Regions from separate parts of the Triticum aestivum genome. Here region 2 is linked to region 1. Evidence: chromatin contacts called from public Hi-C data. All regions are on one chromosome and are shown on one strand. The core of a region is the stretch at or near the end of the contact, and the rest is flanking DNA. Distances in the headings are between cores, read along the strand shown.

The links. Hi-C and Micro-C count contacts between places; a contact is called where the count stands out from the background.
Region 2: a Hi-C map of leaf shows a contact between it and region 1, with 8 times the contacts expected there. The contact joins the promoter of LOC123120800 here to the promoter of LOC123120786 in region 1. A contact is called at or near these places in 2 of 5 Hi-C or Micro-C datasets (both in leaf).

What each region holds. Positions count from the first base shown.
Region 1 is chr1B:303,504,411-303,508,878 of IWGSC CS RefSeq v2.1, reverse strand. LOC123120786 (receptor-like protein EIX2) reads left to right here and starts at 1,691. Exons shown (of 1, transcript XM_044540777.1): 1 at 1,691-3,261. The coding sequence starts at 1,734. The coding sequence ends at 3,098.
Region 2 is chr1B:303,842,909-303,846,785 of IWGSC CS RefSeq v2.1, reverse strand. LOC123120800 (protein NRT1/ PTR FAMILY 5.2) reads right to left here and starts at 1,602. Exons shown (of 4, transcript XM_044540795.1): 1 at 1,325-1,602. The coding sequence starts at 1,457.

The DNA.
Region 1 (4,468 bases), core at 442-2,941:
AATCGCGAACACTTATATTCTTGAACATTTTCTTAAATGCGAACAGTTTTTTAGTTTCTGACCAAAATTTGAATTCACATTGTGAACTATAAAATAGAAATAGAAATATATTTTGGAGTTCCTGAACTTTTCTCAACTTGTGAACAAAGGTTAAAGACAGGAACATTTTTTTTGAAATTTCTGTATATTTTTTTATAACAGAATATTTTTTGAATTCGTGAACAAAATTTGAAAATTTCTGAAAGAAAAACTAAAAAGAAAGTCAACTTTAAAAAGAAAAAAGATACAAAAAGTGAAAAGAAGAAAGAGACATGAAAGAAAAAGGAAAAATAAACGAAAAAGCCAAAACAAAATCAAGAAACTAGACAAATCACTCAGGAACCTTCTAGAAGGTTCCTAATACCAGAAAATACCGGAGCTTGAACCTTCTCAAAACCAGGATCTGTGTACACGCTAAACAGCAACATGGGCCAGCCCACTACGATCGCTCCGTCGATCGCTAGTTGCGAAACCTCGACATCTTACCGCAATGTGCATCTGTTAGGGAATTCCATAGGAAACACCAAACACGAGAGTGCTGAGTGCGTTGAGCGAGGCGCGGCTTGGGCCCAAAAATGCAACTCTAAGCGCGCGCATTCACGTTCTGAGTTGTCCTGTCGCTTCTTCTTGGGGCTGGTTCCTATTTGGCGTCTTAAGCGCCGGTTATAGTGGTTCTGGTAAAAGGCGCACACTCGCAAGGAAGCGAGTTTTATTGTGATGGGCCGGCCCTTGTACAGTAATACACTTTCTTGTTCGCATCGTACACCTTTGTTTTTGTTTCTTCTCGTAGGTCTTGGGAACCCTCACGGAGGTTCCACTGTTTTTATTGGAAGGTTTTCCCCTTGTTTTTACTTGATGGGTTTTGTTTGACTTTTCTCTTTTTTCCCTCTTTTTTATTTTACTTTTTTCTCTGTTCTTTTCCACATTCGTGAAAATTTCAAATTCAAAAACTTATTCAAATTCATGATATTTTTTGAAATCCATGTAATTTTTTTGAAATTCATAACCTTTTTGGAAATTCTTGAACCCTTGTGAAATCCACACAAAAAATGAAATTCGTAAAGTATTTTTGAAATCTATGAATGTTTTCTGAACTAATATTTTTTTGAATCCATAGAAAAAGCAAACTTGATTCAAATTTGTGACCTCTTTTTGAACCCAATGTTGTATTTCAAATTTATGAACATTTTTAAATCCATGATTTTTCGAATCTATGGAACCCATGAGTTTGTTCAAGTTCGTGTAATATTTTGAATCCAAAACGAGAGTAAAAAAAACAAGAAGCGAGCGAAAACCAAAACGATCGAACCAGAAACTCGGCGAACGAGATCGAGGCAACGGGGAGAATTATTGGGCGGGCCCACGACGCGGATACACGCCGAATAGGTAGCAACGACGAGCGCGCGCATGGCAACAAAGCAAGCATCGGCGTCTCCCGTGAAAAAAAGAAAGAAAAGGCAAAGCATCAGCGTCTGGTCGTCGCTGCCTGCACTGCACTGACTATCCCGTGGGTCAGTCAGTCCACTGGTATGCCGTGTGGAAAACGCATGCCGCGCTCCAGAATTCCACAGCGTCGACGTCGCTCGGTCGCTGTCGTCGACGTTTCGCTGCCTGTCGGCCCGGTCCTGCCACCGCCACCACATACAAGTGGGCGTCGTGCAAACCAAACAACTCGCTCCACTCGAATTCCAACCATGGCAGGACACGCCCAAGCTTCAACAACACCTCTGCTGTGCCTCCCCCTCTGCCTTCTAGTACTGCTATCCTCTGGTCAACGGGCGACGGGCATGTACCTCGACGCCGGCGGAAACCACGAGACCTTCTCCGGAGGCACCGTGCCTGAGAGCTTCAGCGTGCGGAGCCGCAACTCCTCCAACAGCTCCGGCGCCGGCGCGGCCTTCTGCAGGCTCCTCTCCCTCCAGATCCTCGACCTGTCCAACAACCAGCTCACGGGCGAGCTCCCCGACTGCTGGTGGAACCTGCAGGCGCTGCAGTTCATGGACCTCTCCAACAACTCCTTCTCGGGCCAAATCCCCGCTGCCAAGGCAAGTCACAACTGCTCCCTCGAGTCGCTCCATCTCGCCGGCAATGACTTCACCGGCACCTTCCCGCGGGTCTTGGAAGGTTGCGACTCGCTGGCCACCCTCGACATCGGGAGTAATAAGTTCTTCGGTGCCATCCCTCCATGGATCGGGACCCAGGTTCCGTCGTTGAGAATCCTTAGCCTTAGATCAAACAATTTCACAGGGGTAATCCCTGTGGAGTTGTCGCGGCTCTCTAAACTCCAGCTGCTCGACCTCGCCAACAACAGACTCACAGGAAAAATTCCGGTAGCATTCGGCAACTTGACCTCCATGAGGAACCCAGAAATTGTGTCGAGTACGGCGTCGCTGGAAGGGTCGACTTATCAGGATAGAATCGATATAATCTGGAAGGGCCAGGAGCTCATCTTCCAAAGAACCATCCGGTTATTGACCGGCATCGATCTGTCAGGCAATCTCTTGTCTCAGTGCATCCCTGAAGAGCTAACCAACCTGCAGGGCCTCCGATTTCTGAACCTGTCAAGAAATCATCTGTCATGCGGCATCCCTGAAGATATCGGCAGTTTGAAGAATCTCGAGTTTCTTGATCTATCATGTAATGAGCTTTCAGGACACATTCCACAGAGCATCTCGTTCTTGTCGACGCTCAGCATATTCAACATCTCCAACAATCATTTGTCAGGCAAGATACCTTCTGGGAGCCAGATGCAGACGTTGACTGAGCCTTCGTTTTACCGGAACAATTCCGGCCTTTGCGGATTTCCTCTAGCCGATTGTCCAAATACTTCGCCTGCTTTGGATGAGAAAACCGGTGAAGGGGAGGACCAGTGGCTGTACTACTGTGTGACTGCCGGGGTTGTTTTTGGATTTTGGCTATGGTTTGGACTGCTCTTTTCAGTTGAGACATGGAGATGTGCTCTTCTCTTCTCTGTCGATGGCATGCAATCCAAGATTATGCAGAAGGTGTCACATATTGACCAGTTTATTTCAAAAAGTAGTAGTGATCAATATATGTAATTGTTTCTTTCTTTGTTGTAAAACAGAAGAATGTATCTATGTGTATGTATGCTATTAGCTTTGTTTTGTAATAGGCAACTTTTCGTCCCATTTTCTCATGTAGTGGGGAGGGGAAATAGTATCATGCATATGTGGGCTTCACTTGGCGTCCTTTTACTTTGAATGTCATAGTTTCTTTGTTCTACAAGTTTGCTAATTTTATTCCACTAGTACCTTTGCAAAGTTCCTTTTTCACATAAACAGCAGCCGCTCTACCATTTGCATGCAACAGCTCAAGGTGAACTAAATTACCATGTACTACTTGTTTTCATTTATTGGACAAGTAGAACGTCGATCTAGGAGAGGGAGCTCTAGCAGGGCCAGTTTGTTGATCATGTCATTGAAAAGGTTAGCATCTAGAGAGAATTCCTTATTTGACACTACTTGAAAATGTGATTCCTTATTTGGCCCTGGAAAAAAATTTCTTCCTTATTTGACACTTGGTCTAAATTTCTTTCCTTATTTGACACTCTAGTTCATTTTGACCACTAATGGTGTTAAACAAGGATATGAAAAGACGCTTTTGCCCCTAGTGCATTATGTGACCAAAATTTTGTACAAGACAAAAGCAACATTACTATGACATATTTAGTCAAAGGTTCAATGACCAAATGAGCCTTATTTTCTCGCGAGGACCAAATGAGCCTTGATCAAGTAACACATATATAATCGTCAGTTTGATGCACCCTTCTGATGTCATAATTATCCAACACAAAAATTGTCATTCTTATAGGTACAAGTTTAAAAACCTACGGACAATAATGAAGATAAGAAAACAGTGTGCAAAAGTAAGCCCATAGCTGCTCCTTTTTTGTACATTTGAGTTAACAGCTAACAAGATGACTCACAATTAAAAGAAACTAATGGTGAAAAAATGGAGATTGTGATGCTGTGAAGAGCTGCCTGCCTAAAGTCGAGGTTGCGGTGCCTTCCGGCTTGATCGTTGTCAGCCTTATCTCTTTCTCATGTATCCAGTGTATCTCAGCCTCCACCAAGCTAATCAATGGACAATGCTCGCTCATCGGGTTCACCCACCACGACGCCAAGCGCAAACTGAGACTTTAGAGATATCACTTGATTCTTGGAAGTCATGTACATGCATATCAGCAGATACAAAGTACACAAACTGAGAATTCGGTACAGATACGATGACAGATATTATATGATGAGAATATAACTCTCTAGAAAATAAGGAACTGATCAATCATCAGAAATTGATAGAATTTACCCATTCAATAATGTTTTAGCAGGCACAGCTCTCCTTCACTGACCAATTCCACAAGGAACACACCGAAACTGTATACATCACTCTATGGAAAAAAATCATGCAA
Region 2 (3,877 bases), core at 353-2,852, 340 kb before region 1:
ATACGCGGTTAATTCCAAAACCTATGTTCCACTCGCAGCAGACAAGCCGGCTATGTATGCTTAACAAGGCAGCAATTCAGTGTTCTCTTCATATGAGAAAAAGTCAAGTGAGTGTAACTACTCACCGGTGATGAGTAAAATTATCCTATGGAAACGAACATGAGGTAAACAAATACTGCTAATACTCATGCTTTTTGCTCTGCAAACTCTGGTTTGGCCTATGGCAAAAGCAAATCGTTGCTTCAGCCGTTGGCCTAAACACATTGCTGCCTACTGTTTATGACGACAAAATCATGAACTAAACAACTCAAAAAGAAATCATCAACTAAACAAATACTGCTAATATCCTAAACTAGCTTGTATCGCAGCATCCTAGGGCTCTAGGAGCATTAATTTATGCACCGTGCTCTTTCATTGTCTCCTTCGTTTTGTAACAGCCGCCGGTCTATAGCAATCTAGTAGTAGTATTAGTATTTTCTCCGTCCCAAAATAAGTGTCTCAACTTTATACTAGCTCTAGTACAAATTTATACTAAGGTCAAGACACTTATTTTGAGACGGAGGGAGTACTACCTAGAGCAAATTTATTGTGATTGGGTTTGTCTTGCTGGTCAATTCACGCAAGTACTACGTACTACATCCATTACTGCAGAGAGACGGGCGTATGTCTATAGAGCGCGTGGGTGGGATACTGCCACACCGGGGAGGCAGGACACGGCCACTCAAAACCGGACGAGGGATGGATGGCTCCTAGTTCTTGGGTATCTCTGCCGCTGCTTATTCTTTGGACGAGTGCACACAGCATGTACGTATTTTACCTTTTTTTCTTTTGAGAAATCTTTAACGTTCCTATGCCCGCAGTTGCTGTGATACGGGGATCGTTTCTTGTCTGAATAAAGCAGGATGGCAGGTTCCAGGTCGTCAGAAAAGATCGCAGTCCGATCCTAACATGAACCAAACCATTTCATGATCCCGTTGACCATGCCATATCTATGCATGTGACCAGCAGAGAAAAATAAAATCGATCGTACGTACCCTACATTATTGTTCAACAACTAGGAGTAACTAACATGAGCCTCCATTGCAATAAATAAATAAATAAACAATGAGCGTGAGCCTATGTGCCTAATAAGATCGTTATTTTGTTTTTAGTTTCATCATCAAGAAAGAAAAGAAAGACGCAGACGCCTATGGAGGAGAACCCATGGCTACGAGGCCGGAGACAGAGAGAAGCAGCTGAAGCAAGCCGGAGAAGCACCGGAGGTGGAGCAGATGATTTCGCTGGCTAGCTAGCTAATTGGTGGGTGGTAAAGTAGAGTAATTACCTACGACGAAGGCGCAGGCTCTCCAGCCTCCTCGCTTTGAGCGGAGGATGGGGTTGCCGTGGAGGTCTGTGGTGCCGTCCTGCGTGTACTCGCCGTCGCTGCCGCCGGCCTCCAGCTGGGTCGTCCCCGCCATGGACGCTCCCTGTATACGTATGGTAGTTAGGGAGGGAGGGAGGTGAGATGGGTGTGCAGAGGGCGCTGCTAGTTCTCCAGGCGCCTGCGTGAGCTCCTGTGCTTGCCCATTTATAAGCCCGGTCTTCGCGGGCAGCGACTTGGCAAGTGGCGGGTTGGACTGCGGGGAGTGCCAAAATGTCTGGACAGCGGTTTTTTGGACATCGCAACCAGAAAATAAAAAAGAAAGCACGCCATTTGGTGGACTCCCAAGGGCGCCAGTACTGCCTGATTGCGTACTCAACATATTTCTTGGACGACTTGTTTTATGTTCTTTTGAGAAAATCTTGGACGACTTGCTGCCTCCACACTAGGGGAGGTGGCTAAGTTAATCAGAGTTGGTGAGCTTGCAATTATGCGCATTTACCATTGCACCCTAGACCATTCACTTGCTGCAAAATACTAGTTGCATTCCCACCTCGTTGAAGTTTCCAAAAGGGTTGGTGATGATAAATGTTGACGCCGCTTTCCATTTCGACACTGGGTAAACGGATGCGGGCGTCGTGATTCGTGATCATCATAGGGACTGTGTGGCCGCCAGCAGATGTTCCTTTGACAAAGTGCCTGAACTTGAGTTGGTGGAGGCCACTGCTATGCGTTATGCCTCAGCATTTGCCCCTGAAGAAGGTTTTCACAGGTGATGGTCGCTTCAGATTGCTCATCTCTGGTGTTCAAAGCTAATTCTTATATGATGTATCGCTCAGGGATAAGGGGCCGTTGTTTCTGACATCAAGAGTTTGGCCGCAAAGTTTCTCTCAATTTCTTTTTTCCATGTTAGTTGTCTATGTAATGGGACTGCTCACGCTCTTCCTGAGTCAGTTGTGCGTGAGGCTTGTGCTGTTTGGATTCGGTCCATTGTGTGTAGTGAACTATAATTGTTATATCAATGAAGCGGCCCATTACCTCAAAAAGAAGTATGAACACAATTTTTTTGAACAACAGGGGTTTCCCATCCCACTTTTATTAAAACAAGGCAGCAAGACAACATAAAAACTGAGCTAGAAACCCCTAGCTAGCTAGGTTCCTCCCGTAACCCTTGACGGCTAGGGCAAACTCTCCCCTCCAAGAGTCACCGGCGAACCTGTAGATTCGCCTCCCCTCTGCTTGCCGCTCTGGCAGCCGGTGGAAGGGAGGAGAATCTCGGTGCCTTTGCTCCGCTGGTAGTTTAGGTTAGGGTTTTTAGTCCTCACAGGTGCAACGCTCGGGCGTATGGCGGCACTTCTACTTCGAGTTTGTCTTCTGGGTCCGATCCTCCTCGGTTTGGTCCATCTGGACATAGTGGACGGAGCTACGGCGTATATTCCTGCCGTCTCCTTGGGGCGGTGAGGTTAGGGTTCCTCGCTGTGTGGCGAGATTTGGTGCCATGTGCTTCAGATATATTAAAGGGTTTAACGATGATGATCCTCATGGGCACGTGGAGGAAGACTTCCCAGCTGTCATCGACAGGGTCAAGCCGGCTCCGGTAGTGGAGCCGCGGCGACAACGACACATCGGTGACTTGTTCTGAGACGATAGTGGTCGTATGTTGGTCTTGGAATCTCGATGTAATTTTTATTATGTTTGAGATGCTTTGTACTCCCGCTGAACTTTGATAATAGATCTAAATCATTTTCGCAAAAAAATACAACATAAAATCTATTCACAACGATTAGGCTAAGCTAGATATTATTTTTGCGAAATGAGCTAGATAGTTTTATACCAAACAAACAGGGGATCGAAGGATCCAATAAAGTGGGCAGGGAAAACAAATAGCAAGACTATCCAATTATAGATCATAGCTCCAGCAGTAATGGGCTCTTGGGAAAAAGCCTCGCTATTTGGTCACCCCGTCCACGCCTCCACTCATCTCCAGACGATCCATAGAATCTCACCTCTCCGATGGTCCAGAAGCAGTAGACATTCTTTCATTAAGACAAATGGTGTATCCTTGCAAAGAATCTTCCATTTATGAAGCAAATCACTCGCTCTTCCCAGGAGAATCTGTATGTTATTCCATATTGCCCTCTCAAAAACATATATCATTGTGCATTGTCCATAACCTCCACACGGAAGCAATACAAGCCATACCAATAATAGCTTTTTTATTGTTTCAGCACCACAAGGCACACAGTTCACTTATATTTTCAGCAGAATTAAACTTGAAAGTACCAGCAACAACCTCCCATAAGGTTTTTGCAATAACGCAATCAAAGAATAAGTGGTCAATAGTCTTCAGCTCATTACAAAAGAGGTATGTCAAGTCCTCCACATGTTTTCGTTTGTTCAAGTTATCTCTCGTCAATATTTTATAATTAACTGCTAACCAAACAAAAACTAGATACCTATGTGCAACAATAATTTCCAAGAGTTGTCCCAAATGGGAGTAGAAACATCCCCCAAATT